Regions from separate parts of the Mus musculus genome. Here regions 1, 3, 4 and 5 are each linked to region 2. A link is a contact called in public promoter capture Hi-C and targeted proximity ligation data. All regions are on one chromosome and are shown on one strand. The core of a region is the stretch at or near the end of the contact, and the rest is flanking DNA. Distances in the headings are between cores, read along the strand shown.

Region 1 (2,700 bases), core at 130-2,629, 1.1 Mb after region 2:
CACCACTCTGCTCGTTTCTTTCCATGTTTTGATTTTTCTATCGTCTACATGTGCTCTCTGTGTTTATTTACTACAAATAAACTCTGGGTGAGACACACTGTAACCTGAGAAGCTAGAGGACGCATGTTGGAATTATATGAAAGAAGATGGTCTGAAGAGCGTTCTGACATGGCTTTCCAGTTTGTTTTGTGTCTTGACCTCTTAATCCCTTGTAGTCTCCTGTCTACAAAGTGAGGTAGGCTGTTTTCTAATGTGGTAAATTATAATGTACCCCGGTAGTGTTAGGGAGTTGATTACCAGGATCTAGAATGTTCTCATTCAAGCACAGTTAGATAATAAAACATGGAGAAAAAAAGGAAAAGAAGATACCATCAGGATCAGAGGACAGGGAAAAGGCTGCTGTTTGTGGGACCAGCATCCAGGCAAGGCAGATGAGCAAGGGACTGCCCCCATGCCATTCCAATCAGCCATGCCTTTCACATCACTGCTGGCTTTGTTGTCCAAATGTTAATAGATTTCCAGAGAGAGAATTCTTCTAGTTATTCATTTCTGAAAAATTACAGAATAATGGTTTACAATGTATTGTGGTAATTGCATAGGAAGCTAACTGCTATTTTTCTTAATAAGGTTGACCCTTTGAGGCCTGGCATGAAAACATTTCCACAAAAGGATGTGCATGGTCCTGGCAGGGTGGAGGAGGGGCATCTGTCTTGTTTGGTACTTCTGTCTGTCTTCTTTCCTTTTTTTTTTCTTTTCTTTCTGCTGCTATGACTTCTGCTACTGTGACTGCTATTTGTTTTTGTAATTGTTCTTCAAAGGCTTCCGGCAAGAAAGCTGTTCTAATTGTGCAAATCACAGAACAGCTGATCACAGAAACGGTCTCAAGTCATCTGTGCAACCACTGACTGAACTTTCAAACAAGCTGGGGGCGCTTCCCCCAATCCCCTGAGTCCAGCATCTGACAGTGAACATAAAGCAGCCGCCAAATGAGATACTGAAACAGTTGTGTGTCACTAAGCCAGTGATTTGATCTGAGCAGTCAGCAATCACGCTGCCCTGGGCTGCAGAGAGACTTGCACTGCACTGATGCAGGCTCCCATAGGCAGGCTCCCTGCCTGACTTGTTACCATGGTTTCCAGTGCAGCCTGGTCTAGTGAGAACGTTTGTCTCGTTGAAAGCAGTTAATGCTGGGTTCAAATCTACCCTCTGCAGCTAAAGTGACATGAACCAGGCAAATCACACAGAACTTGTTAAATGAAGCATTTCCTGTTGCCTTAAGATTCCAGTTAAAGCCCAAGAAAGCAGTTGGTACCTCCCACTGCTCATCCATGCAGAGCTAAGAGGTGGCTTTAAATGACTTGATGACTCATAGCTCATCACCACAAATGAGAGCCTAGGGACGAATTGAGGAGAATAATCAGTGTGGTGGGCAGGCATGGGCATCAGAATACTGTTGTCTAAGGAAATTCCTCAGGAGGGGAAGAACAGGATGTTTTCTACTGCTCCAGTTATTCAACAAATTTAGACTGTCCCTATCATGTCCCAAGCATATTCAAAGTACTGCAGACACAGTAGTGAAGACAAGCTATTTTCATGAGTAGCAAAGGCTCTCCTTGAAGGTGCAAGTAAGCTACCAGATTGAAGGGAGGCAGGTTTCTTATCGACAACCCCAGCCACACAGCTACCAGACACTTAGGAGCAGCCAACCCTTCCAGGCTTGAGTATGAAATAGTGTGAGTTTCTCTCTGAGCAAACTGAAGGCTGAAAAGGCATGTGGGTATGAGTTGACCATGCTCAAGGACAGTAGAGCTCCTTAGACCAAGGCATGAAGGATTCCTGCCTTAGACCTTAGACTCTCAAATCCTCTGCTCTTATGAAGGCATTAGTTTTAAGGATGGCGAACACAACATGTTTTATCAAACCATTTTTAACTTGACTTGGATGGTCAAACGGGCTGACTATGCAGTTTGGAGTTTTGTTTATACTTCTGCCTAGGGTCCCACAAATGTGAAAGAGACAGAGAGAGAGGAAAAGACACAGAGAGACAGAGAGAAAGACAGACAGACAGACAGACAGACACACACACACACACACACAGAGTTAGAATTTGGAACAGAAATATAAGGGGAGATTTGGCAGAGAGATAGGAGAATCAAAGTCAGAGGTGAAGTAGTGTCAGGGACAAAGACATGAAGAACACTTTAAACCCTTTCACATGGAATTTGGACATGTGCCTTAAGTGGTATTCAATTGCTAAGAAGCATAAACCAGCACCCTGCCAAATGCCACTGAGGTCTGCCCCCTATTGCTTCTTGTTGATTTAGCCCCAGAGAAAGAAGCACCAACAGAGCAATACTTTTCCTCACAGCTCTTTCCAGAGCCTGAGTAGAGACTGGAGTTGAGAAAGGAGAGAGGTTTTTGAATAAGAGGTTGAAGTTTGGTTAAGATTTAGTTGGATTTGAAAAACCCAGAAATTAGATTATCTGAATATCAAAGAGACTTGAAAAACTACAGGATTGGCAAAGTGTCTCAATGGGCAAGAATAAAAGATTGAACTTCAGGGATGAGAAGGTAGGAGGGAAGTCACAGGAGTCACTGATCTCCCTTCAGCACAAACCATCTCATGGGCAGAAGACAAAAATGCAGGCAGCACACACCAGCTCACACGGATGCTATAAATTAAAGTTGAAATCATCAAAG
Region 2 (2,700 bases), core at 52-2,551:
AAAAGACTTAACTGTGGACATTTAGCCTGTCATTCATAATGTCTCTTGAATATAGTATGCCTTATAAACAGAAAATCAAACTCATACCTCAGGAATTTATAAATGTGCTTTAAAGTATTTCAGAGAAATGGCTTAGCACTTAGGTGCACTTAACTGCCCTTCCAGAGGACTGGGTTCCATTCCCAGCACCTATGGTGGGTGGGTCACAAATGTCTCAAATGCCTATAACTTCAGGTCCAAGGCATCTGACGCCCCTTTCTGATATCCCTAAGCACTGTGTACACGTGTCACTCACACACACACACACACACACTGAATAAAAATATAAGCAAATCTTTTACAAATGTAACTGAAATGGTGGCTAGAGACAGCTCTTCTTTCAGAGGCTCTGAGTCTGGTTCCCAGCACCTACACTGACTGGCTCACTACCACCTGTAACACCAGTTCCAGAGGATCTGATGCCTTCTTCTGGTCACTCTGGACACTTGCACACAGATAGCATACAGGCACGTACCCATAAATAAATCCTTAAAAAGAATAAAACAGACTGATGTATTTATTACCCAGAGTTCACTTTGTTTCTGCTCAAAGTAATTCATTTTAATGCATAACTAAATAACATGACATAGGGAATAAAATAGCTCAACTTAACCACTGCTGAGTGAATCCCAAGTTCACTTTCCATAGCTATTATGCTCAATGTTACTAACTCTGTTAAAATCATTAATAATAAAACCGTAATGAAATTATGGTCTCTCTGTGATACAGGAGTCGTCTTCGAGTTTATTTAGAGTACTAACATTGAAAACTAGTAAGAGTTCGAGGCCAACCTAGTCTACAAAGTGAGTTCCAGGACAGCCAGGACTGTTATACAGAGAAACGTTGTCTCAAACAACACATAGAGAGATAGAGAGGGAGAGAAATATCCACCATCAATGGAGGATACTAAGCTAAACTCTAGCTTTGCCTAACCCAAAGAAGAGAGGAAGGAAGCCACCTGGTTTGCATACGTGTTGGGAAATTCTTCTTGTGACTTCTCTCGGTGAGGAAGCATAAACAGTTGAGCGCTTCTAACAGTCTTCTCGAGGCTAAACCCGCTTCTCAGTTCTCAGGTCAAGCCCGGTTCTCAGGTCGTCACTCCATTGCACCTCACTTTTGGTACCCAGAGGCGCGCTCACTGCAGAGCATCTACTCGCCTCCAGCTGATGGCGCGTTGGACGTAGCGAGCCCGGGTGGGCGTGGCCCGCGCTCTGACGCACAGCGAGCGCGCCGACGCATGCGCACGTCGCCCGCGGGAGCTCGCCGGTGACTAGAACGGCGGCGGCGGCTCCCAGAGCGGGCGCTAACCGCCCGAGGCGTGGCGGGAGGCGGCGCGGGGCGGCTGGTGGAGGTCCCCGGGGTTGCCGGTCATGATCGACTCGGTGAAGCTCCGGCGCGACTGCGCGGCCGACTTCTTCTCGCACTACGAGTACCTGTGCGCGCTGCAGGACTCCGTGCCGCTGCCCGCCGTGCGCGCCTGCCTGCGGGACGGCGTGCTGGACTTCAATGCCGACCGGCTGCGCGCGGTGGACTGGGCACCGCTGCTCAGCACGCTCAGGGTGAACCGCGACCTGCCGCTGGTGGCCATCAAGAGCTCCTTCCAGCCGTGGCTCGGGGAAACAGTTCTGCGGTCCGGAGGTGCGAGGGTTTGGTCGGAGAAGTGGGAGCCCGGTGCAGGATCAGCCTGCGAAGCGGCCTCCACCTAGCCACAAAGGAGTTTTTGCCGCCGCCTCCCTTGCAGGTTGCCGCCTCGGTCCGTTGTCTGGAGTAGTCAAGCTAGGGAGTAGAACTCGACACTGCCCCTTATTACAGCGAGGATGACCAACTCTGCACCCCGAGGGGAATATGCGTGATAATTTAGCAAATGGTCCCTGCCCTCTCTTCTTTTAGGGGTTTAAATGTACAATCTCCCTTCATTCGTAATTGCAAGTTTAATACAGAAAAGGAGAAGGTTAAAGATGGAAAGAAAAAAATGTATAACAAAAAAATAATCAGGGACGTCTTTTTTGATTTTTAGAAAAATATTTGAGGGTTTTGCCTTCGCGTGTGTATGTGCACTATGTGTGTGCAGTGCCTGCGGAGTACAGAAAAGGGGGTAAGAGGTCGGAGTCCATATGTGAACCACCATATGGATGCTGGGAACCGAACTCGCATCCTTTGCAAGAGCAGCAAGTATGTCCAACCATTGAGCCATCTCTCCAGCCCAAGGGACTATTATTATTTGTTTCTTTTATTTATTTATTTATTTATTTATTTATTTATTTATTTATTTATTTATTTATTTATTTGAGAGACAGGGTTTCTCTGTGTAGCCCTGGCTATCTTGGAACTCACTCTGTAGACCAGGCTGGCCTTGAACTCAGAGTCTGGCCTGCCTCTGCCTCTCGAGTGCTGGGATTGAAGGCGTGCGCCACCACTGCCCGACTGGAACTATTATTTTTGACGAACCCGTTGTAAAACAGTTGACTCTGGTTATTTGCAGATAACGTATTTACAAGTTCCTTTCATTTGAATTTTTGTAACTCCCAGCCAAGTCTTTGTGGTGCTTCTATGGTCATTCATGAACACCCGCCCAGAAGCCAAAAAAAAAAAATTACCATCCAATATATATGTTCCTTACTGATTTGCATATTTGTGTGTTTGTGTATCTTAGTATTGGCG
Region 3 (2,700 bases), core at 7-2,506, 1.7 Mb after region 2:
TAAAATGGTCCTTAGAGTAGATAGCAGACAGCTTCTTCCTGTTTAGTCACACAGTTTCCAAGTCTACCCAGATGTTTTGATTTAGATAAAAAGCAAATGACCAGAACAAAAATATCTTGTGAAACTAAGTCATGGTGGCCAAGGTAGGGGAAGAATGGGGGGAGAGATTTTTAGTGTTTTGTGTGTGTGTGTGTGTGTGTGTGTGTGTGTGTATGTATGTATGTATGTATGTATGTTCAAAACTGGGGCGGGTGGCATGAGGTGAATGCATTTGGGAAGAAGAAGGAAGGCCCAATGTCTGAAAAGTGATGTGTAGTATGAGAGGAGTTCTAGAGATGGGCCTAGGCCAGTGAAGTGGGCAAAGGTGGCTTTCTCATCAACAGGGAAAGTTTCTACAGGAGAGCATTGGGATGCCAAGGCTAGAGATCCAGGCCCCATGGAACAGTATCCAGACCACTGTGCTTCACACTCACCAGCTCACCATTCTCTCTCTCTCTCTCTCTCTCTCTCTCCCTCCCATCTGTCCCCATTTGTCTTTGTCTCTCACAGGTCTTAAGCATTCTGGGGGGAGTGTAAAACTGTTAACTTCACTCCTCCCCACTCATTTTATCTAAAATTTTTATTGTATTTTATATTCTGAGTTCTATTATTATATTCTCATTTCTCATCTGGTAGGCTGGACACCCTAGCCCTGGCTTTTCCCTGTGGTTTTGCAAATTCCTGGCTTGCCCTACACTTACCCTCATTTGAGAGGCTTTAGGATGCAGGCTACACTGATTTAGTTTAAATGTAACGGTATTTCTAAGTGTGGATTAACCTTGCTTACTGGAGCTCTGATCTAGTGGGGATAGAGCAGCTGTAGGAATCCACGGAGAGAGAAATTTTGACCGTGGGTGGTGTAAAGGATAAGCAGAAGACCAAAAAATGTGTTGAAAGGGGGAGATGACAGGCTCCCCAAAGCAAATTTTACCCATGCCTTTATTTTTGTAATGTATTCTCGAGAGAGCTGTGTATTCTCATCAGAAGATAAGTTCTACAAGCTGGAGTGCCACCTTACTCAGAATGCTGCCAGGCATACAGTAGTTGCTCAGGAGCCATCAATAGAATGAGTAAAGAGACTATCGAATGATTAAAACTAACAAGGCCTTGAGACAGTGTCCAGACCTGAGACTCTTTTAGAAGAGGAAGAAAAAAAATTACAATGAATAAAGATGTCACTCAGAAATGGTTTTGGAATATTGTTATTGACATCTGGGCTATCGTGTGAGAAAGAGGATGTGGGAAGGAGTTAGAAGGGGGAACTGATATTAAATTAGAGATTCATAGGTTAAAAAGAAAAGAAAATTAGAAAAAGGGAAACAATGGGTTTAGTTTAAAAATAAGTACAAAATTGACGTAGATTGAGCATATTTGATCAGACTATAAAAGTGTTTCCTAATTACCAATGACAAAGAAACCCCTTGAAAGGAAGCTTTATGAAGCTCTGTTCAGTCGGGTTCAGAGCCTCGTGGGATCACTTGAGTGATGACTGTGTGGGTGTTACTCCCAGGAGATTATCATTTTCTTTCTGAATTCATTTCCTTCAGCAGAAATGAGAGCCTGTCTCACTCGCAGGGGGCTCTTATTTAATGCGTAGGAGCCTTGCTCAGGGCTCAGGAAATCATGGGGCTCAGAGTCAGTGCAACAAGGCATAGGGGGCCCATACTGACTGCAGGGCAGAAAGGTCAGTCATCATCCACAAGGGACCAGAAGATGCCTAGTCAAGAAGACGATGCCGTACACTGAACTTGTGTTTCCACTATTTGCTTTTCTGTGCCCTCTTTCCTCTTTGACTTATGGAAGACTGCTTCCTCTTTGCTAGAGTGAGCCTTAGTGCTCTACACTCTATTCTCTATACTCAATTATAATGTGAATAATTCAAGTAACAATTAGCAAGCACGAATTATTACCATGCAGTTTATTCTTGTGTTCATTCATTCTAGCACTTACTCATTCAAGCATTATTGAACAGCTTTTAAACACAGGACAGTGTAGTAAGTTAGTATTAGGGGACACTAACATGTCCTGGGGCATAAACATGTCAGGTGCATTGAGGAAGAGTAGTGCCTGGTAGGGGACAAAAGTGGCCATTCTGTCAGTTACTGAGCTGGGTCCTTGAACTGTGATTCCTAATTTCATAAAGGCTTTTAAGACAGAAACTTGCAAGCAGCTGCTCAGAGGATAAACTGATGTGGCTTCCTTATGGCCACAGGCTTGGTAAGGAAGGATATAACTGTGTTTATGTGTTTACAACATGGGTTGGTTTGGTTCCTCAATTACATTTATGCTGTTACCCACAGATCCTCTCATCATGGCTTCCTTTCAAGGGGTTTCTTTGTCATTGGTAATTAGGAAACACTTTTATAGTCTGATCAAATATGCTTAATCAGCGTCAATCAATGAGAATTGTGCTGTGAGTGCTATTGGGCTAGAGGAACCTACCTTTTCATGTGCTTACCAGTGGATTTGTAGAGCACCACCAGAGTTCAATAAAGCTTTGTTGGAAGGAGGGCTTTTTTTAAAGGTATGAATGAAGTTGGAGACCCCCTCCCCCACATACTCTGTAGAACCTGTCTTTCAAGATCATTTGGCTTTTGCCATCTGGATTCCTCTTTCTGAGGTAGGGTGCCTATTACCTGTATCAGTCAGGGCTCAGGCAAT
Region 4 (2,700 bases), core at 66-2,565, 1.4 Mb after region 2:
GAAATTAAATTTACAGAACGGAGGCATTGTATGAGCCTCAGTTCTGGATTTTTAGCAAGACTACTGCAGTCTTTCTTTGCCTCGGTGTCCTCAGTGGCCAGTACTAGTGAGGCCCACAGAACGCCTTGAATTGGGCATTAAGCTACCGGTTCCTCTGTCGTGGAAAGCGCTATCATTAGGAAAAACGTTTTTCCCACATTTGTTGAACCAACAGCACCGTATTAGCCTGCACTTCGAGTTAAGGTGGGACTCAGAAATGAATGTCCCAAACACAGCAGCCTTGGCTACAATCCTGCTTGACTTTTTCCGAATTCTTTTGATTGCCCAGGGGTCAGAGGTTCCTTAGCTCAGCCTTAAGGCTCCCAACACCCGCCAAGTCTCAAAACTGCCTCGGGCGGGCTGCCACTCCCGGGTTCTGACCCTCTTCCGTAGGCCATCACAAGCCCAAGGCCCGACGGTCCACACTCGGACCCTCTTTCAACCCCGGAGTAAGTTGACTGGTGCCTCTAAAGAAAGGGAATGTCAAGAGTCTGCCGGCCGGGAAGCTCTGGGACCGGCCCAGTGCACGCCTCCCGGCTGCGGCTCTAAACCGGGCCGACGGCGTCCGCGCTCACGCGGAAAATTATGCCGGCTCCAGCAGCGCGTAAAATGGATGTGAACCGCACGGAGTGGGATCAGCGCGATCCTCCCTCTCTTGTCTCAACAGGGGTTTCGGCGCGTTGCACAAGGCCGAGCTTGTCTCTTTACGGAGACATCGGGCCCTAATTAGTGCGCACCCCCGCGCGGTCGCCAGGCCTGGGCTCCGCGTCGAACGGGAGATGAGCCTCGGAGGGCGTCTTCGGACCGGCCTGCAGTCTCACCGCCATCGCCGCCGAAACCTGCTTCTAAAGATGCAGCCAGTGCAGCAGCGACAGCAGCCGCCGCGGCTCGCCACCCCACGTTACTTTGATTGACAGCTGAACAAATGTTTCCGCGGTTCGAACGCTCGCACTAGGGAACAGCGGCCAGGGCGAGGCTCCGCCCCGGGCGGGCCGCTGCGCCCCGCCTCCGCCAGCACCAATTCTTTGCAGTTATTGGTCGGAGCTCCACGCCACGCCCTGTCCCCACGTGGGCCTAGCCTGCCCGGCCCCGCCCTCCTGGCTTGCCATTTGTCAGCGGTGAAATGATGGGCAGTAACACAGAACCGCGATTAATGTTCAGCCATCTCCGATTGGTTGATGCGGCGCCCTCGCGCCGCGGGAGGGCGGGGCTCCTGGAGAGCGCCGCGGAGAGCGCGCGGGGCTAGCCGGAGACTGTAGTCAATCTGGAGGCATCCTTGGCCACAGTAGCCGCGCGAGGACTACATCTCCCGGGATGCTCCTTGGGCCCTCCGCGGATGGTCGTGAATATGTATCAGAATGTTAATGATTAGCTGCTGCTAAATTTGGTCAAAGAAGTCACCTACACAGAGCGCGTTGTTAGAGCTGTTCCGAGCGGGCGTTCGGCTGTTGGCTGCCTTCTTCCCCCTCTTACACACTCGTGTATTATTTTGAGGTGGTGTTCGCAGAGTTTGAAAGAGAATTTTAAAAAGCCGCAAGCGTTTCGCTCTTTTATTTTTATAATCCCCTTCAATTTGGGGCTAAAAAAACAGGAAGGAAGAAAAGGAAATGAAATGTGGTAAAAGAAGCTAAAAGGTGCCTTTTAAAAGATCGTTGCTGTGAAGTGAAAAAAAATCTCCAGAGAACCCCCAAGCGCCGCGAGACCTCTTCCGAACCAAAGGAGTTTGCGCTCGCTCTCAGGGAAGAAGCGACCATTCATTCCGAGGAATAGCAGCCAATTAAAAGACAAATAAAAAAAGTTTGGAGTGGGGCGCGAGCAGGCGGGCGGCGCTCGGCGGGCGCGGGGCTCGGCGGGCGCAGGACGGACGGTGCCCGCCGCCCTCAGTGACGCCCGCGGGGAATGCGGAGCCGGCCGCCCGCGCCCAGCCGCCGCGCCTGCCTGCCGCCCGCGTCACGCGAGACCCGCAGGCCCGGGACGCCGCCGCGGGGCCCTCGAAGCGGATGAGCCGCGCGCCTCTGCCTGGCGCAGCCAACTAAAGCGGCGTGGATGATTCGCGACCTGAGCAAGATGTACCCGCAGACGCGCCACCCGGTGAGTGGCGCCGCGCCCGCAGCCCTGTCCGCGGCCGGCCGCTCCGAGGGTGCGGGAGGCGACCGACTTGTAGCCATTTTCTTATTGTTGTCTCTGAAGCCCCGGGAAGCAGCGCGCCGCCGCTCTCCGCCCGCGCGGCTCTCCCGAGGGGGGCGAGCCGGGCGGCGCGAGTCTGCGGGGTGGAGGGCGCCGGCGGCCACAGGCCGGACTCGCTCTGCTAGCTGACGGCCGCTCGACGCCATGGCGCGGCTGCCTCCGACGGGCCACTTTCGATTCCGGGTAGGGAGGGATGGGAGAGCCGGGCCGGGGGCTCGGGGGTTTGGGGGGTGACGGGGGGAGGCGGAAGCCAGGCTGAGAAGCTGAGCCGAGGGAGGCCGCCCGGAGGCACCGGGACCCCAGCAGGCGAGCGAGAGGCGGGAGCGGCGCGACCAACCCCCCCACGTCTCGGACCGCGGGCTGTCCACCCCCCACCTGCGATGTGGGCTAATTAAATATTTTATTGTTGTTCTTTAGGCACCGCATCAGCCTGCTCAACCCTTCAAATTTACAATTTCAGAATCCTGTGATCGG
Region 5 (2,700 bases), core at 25-2,524, 1.3 Mb after region 2:
GATTATAAGTGAACCATCATCGTGTGAAAACATGATTTCCACGCTTACCTGGCCAAATCCTTGGAAAGGCTCACCATAACTGAGTCTGATTCCTTAGTAATGACTAAAAATAACAACAGAATTTTGTCACTAGATCCTACCTTTCATTAGTACTTGGCTGATTTTTCCATTTAGACAATAATACATTGGATGTGACTCCATGTCTCCCATACATACCAAAATCTAAGGATGCCCAAGTCCCTGTTTACAAGATAGTATACCTTTTCCATATATTTTTGTATATCTCCCCATGCTTTGGATTATCTCTAGATTACTTCTAGTACCAAATGGGATATTACGCCAGTCTTTGCTATGATACAGTATTTAAAGAATGATGATATGAAGAACAGCTTGTAATAGGTCTTACAGCAAATTCTTGCCATTGTTGATTCAAGATTGGTTGAGTCCCACAAAATCAGGCCCTGCAGATCCAGAGGGAGATAGTGTTATGATAATTGTCTTCTGAATTACCTCAGTTGAGCCTTCACCTATAATGTAGACTTCATTTTTCTATTTTATAGAGGAGAAATCTGAGACATAGCGGGGCTTCCTTAGCAAGATACCAAGGGTCATGAATCTAACAGGAAGTGGCAGTACAGAGAATCAGATGGGACTCCAGACTCTATGGTCTTCACCACCCTCTCTCCCTTCACAAGAGCACTCAGACAGAAGTAAGTCTCATTGTAGCAAGTTTCCTTAGCAGTCAAACGGTGAAAATCAAGGCTAGGCCCTATTACTTATCTTTCCAAGGACATCCATCCATAAAGAAACCCCTTGACGGCATTGGCAGGGAATCATTTTAAGATTCAAAAATTTGCAGATGAAAATATCCCAGAGTTGGTACCCACTAAAAGATGTGAGTGCAATGACTTCAAACGACCAGCCTGCTGTCTCCAGGTCTGTTTTACTACTGCAAAGAGGAGAGGAAGGGAAGTGGGTGATAGCAGTGATTATCGGGGTTCCTGCTATGTGCATTAAAATAGCCCTTCCCGTCCATCTGCTTCAAACAATTGCCTGTTAGATCCCAACCTTCCGTGGTTACCGAGTGGGAATGAATGGAAATGTTTTGCAAAGGGGTACATAACACACAAATGCAACTGGCTGAAAGGCTGATTAAAAATTCTGTGTTTTACAGAAGGTCATTCTCCTTTTCTTCTTTGTAGGACTGTGTGTTTGCACTTGGCAGACATGCACACTGTGGCCATTATCCCTGCTCTGGGGCAGCAACCATTGGGTTTGGAGTGACTAAGAAAGAAAGTGCTTAAAGCTGAGCTCTTGGTGGTCTGTTTAACCTTTTGGCTGAGTCCAGTTGCCCTGCTGACACCTAAATGGACTCAAGAGAAGCCAGAAAGCTTTGTGAATATGCAGGACTTTCCTCAGAGGGCCACAATAGGCCTCCATGACTAAAAGAAAATTAGGTTCCTCAGCAGCAAACTGCCCTCTAGGGGAGGGCGGGGCGGGGGGGGGGGGGAGCAGATTCCAGAGGAGAGAAGGGGAGAGAAAGCAATACATTTCAAACTGTTCTTCCTAATTATAATCAAAACTAGAGCCGTAAATGACAGCAGACTTTTAGATTCTGCTTGCTTGCCTGGTAGTCATCTTCCAGCCCATGGTCTCTGTACGTGTTTATTTTTTTTAACTGCCGTGGGATCTTTGGAGCATCTCGGGTGTGCTGGGCCACTCTTGCGTGTTTGTACGGCTCCAGCTTGGTGCAGTGGCTGACCTGACTGGATCGTGCACTGCTTTGATCACTTAAAAATGAAAGCCGTTTTTATTGCAAATTGTACTGGAATGATTTCAAAACTAAACAAACCACAAGGGCTTGTTCTGTTTATTCTTTATTACTCGCACATTTAAAGGAACACAAAGGCTCTCGTTCCCTCACGCCCTCAAAGAAGGATGTTTAGGACATTATTTTGAAACCACCCTCTCTTTTCACATGTCAGGCCAAATCCTGGTGAGGGTGCTTCTGAAATGGGTCAACAGGTTGGCATTCTCCATATGTACAGGACATCTTGAGTGTCTTCACTATGTCCTTGCCTGGGTCTGGGTTACAAATCTGGGAGAATCTGTCTAAAATCTAGCACTGTATGGTCATGTATCATTGGGTACAATAGATAAACTCTGATTTTTCCCTTACACATAAAGTGGTGGTTAAAGCCCTGTCTTGTTTAATGTAGGTTTTAAAGGAAAATAAATAGATGTGATTTTTTTTTTTTTTTTTTTTTTTTTTTTGAGACAGGGTTTCTCTGTATAGTCCTGGCTGTCCTGGAACTTACTTTGTAGACCAGGCTGGCCTCGAACTCAGAAATCCACCTGCCTCTGCCTCCCAAATGCTGGGATTAAAGGCGTGCACCACCACGCCCTGCTCTAGATGTGATTTTTATTTGTAGTGTTATTTTCAACTTCCAAATGAGGAAAATGGACTCAAATACCCATTCAGCTATTCACAGATTAACACAGGTTAGGGTGCAAAGACCAGCCCTGCTCTGGTCTAATGGTTTTGTTGTTGTTGTTGTTGTTGTTGTTGTTGTTGTTGTTTTGGTTTGGTTTGGTTTGGTTTGGTTTGGTTTGGTTTGGTTTGGTTTGGGTTGGGTTGGGTTTGGTTTTGGTTTTTTTTTTGTTTTTGTTTTTGTTTTTGTTTTTGTTTTTTTCTCTTTT

Evidence for each region. Promoter capture Hi-C pulls out the DNA fragments that hold promoters and counts their contacts.
Region 1: a promoter capture Hi-C map of second pharyngeal arch cranial neural crest shows a contact between it and region 2, with 3 times the contacts expected there. A contact is called at or near these places in 3 of 39 promoter capture datasets (the C10 cell line, hippocampal neurons and second pharyngeal arch cranial neural crest) and 2 of 130 datasets of targeted methods (astrocytes and pro-B cells).
Region 3: a promoter capture Hi-C map of hippocampal neurons shows a contact between it and region 2, with 7 times the contacts expected there. A contact is called at or near these places in 6 of 39 promoter capture datasets (the 3T3-L1 cell line, the C10 cell line, the HPC-7 cell line and 2 more) and 4 of 130 datasets of targeted methods (astrocytes, embryonic forebrain, forebrain and 1 more).
Region 4: a promoter capture Hi-C map of pre-B cells shows a contact between it and region 2, with 8 times the contacts expected there. A contact is called at or near these places in 7 of 39 promoter capture datasets (the 3T3-L1 cell line, the C10 cell line, the HPC-7 cell line and 3 more), 1 of 484 Hi-C or Micro-C datasets (large pre-B cells) and 12 of 130 datasets of targeted methods (SST interneurons, astrocytes, cardiomyocytes and 9 more).
Region 5: a targeted proximity ligation map of embryonic stem cells shows a contact between it and region 2, with 4 times the contacts expected there. A contact is called at or near these places in 3 of 39 promoter capture datasets (HPC-7-derived erythroid cells, pre-B cells and second pharyngeal arch cranial neural crest) and 3 of 130 datasets of targeted methods (astrocytes, embryonic stem cells and pancreatic cancer cells).

Annotation. Positions count from the first base shown.
Region 1 is chr19:14,870,005-14,872,704 of GRCm38.p6, reverse strand. No RefSeq gene overlaps it. Among named protein-coding and RNA genes, the nearest start is that of Tle4, 270 kb to the right of the region's middle.
Region 2 is chr19:15,983,590-15,986,289 of GRCm38.p6, reverse strand. Cep78 (centrosomal protein 78) reads left to right here and starts at 1,301. Exons shown (of 15, transcript NM_198019.2): 1 at 1,301-1,677. The coding sequence starts at 1,410. It overlaps C130060C02Rik (RIKEN cDNA C130060C02 gene), which reads right to left and starts at 1,215. Exons shown (of 3, transcript NR_045355.1): 1 at 998-1,215.
Region 3 is chr19:14,242,602-14,245,301 of GRCm38.p6, reverse strand. No RefSeq gene overlaps it. Among named protein-coding and RNA genes, the nearest start is that of Gm31331, 150 kb to the right of the region's middle.
Region 4 is chr19:14,596,798-14,599,497 of GRCm38.p6, reverse strand. Tle4 (transducin-like enhancer of split 4) reads left to right here and starts at 1,315. Exons shown (of 20, transcript NM_011600.3): 1 at 1,315-2,130; 2 at 2,644-2,700. The coding sequence starts at 2,086.
Region 5 is chr19:14,669,500-14,672,199 of GRCm38.p6, reverse strand. No RefSeq gene overlaps it. Among named protein-coding and RNA genes, the nearest start is that of Tle4, 73 kb to the right of the region's middle.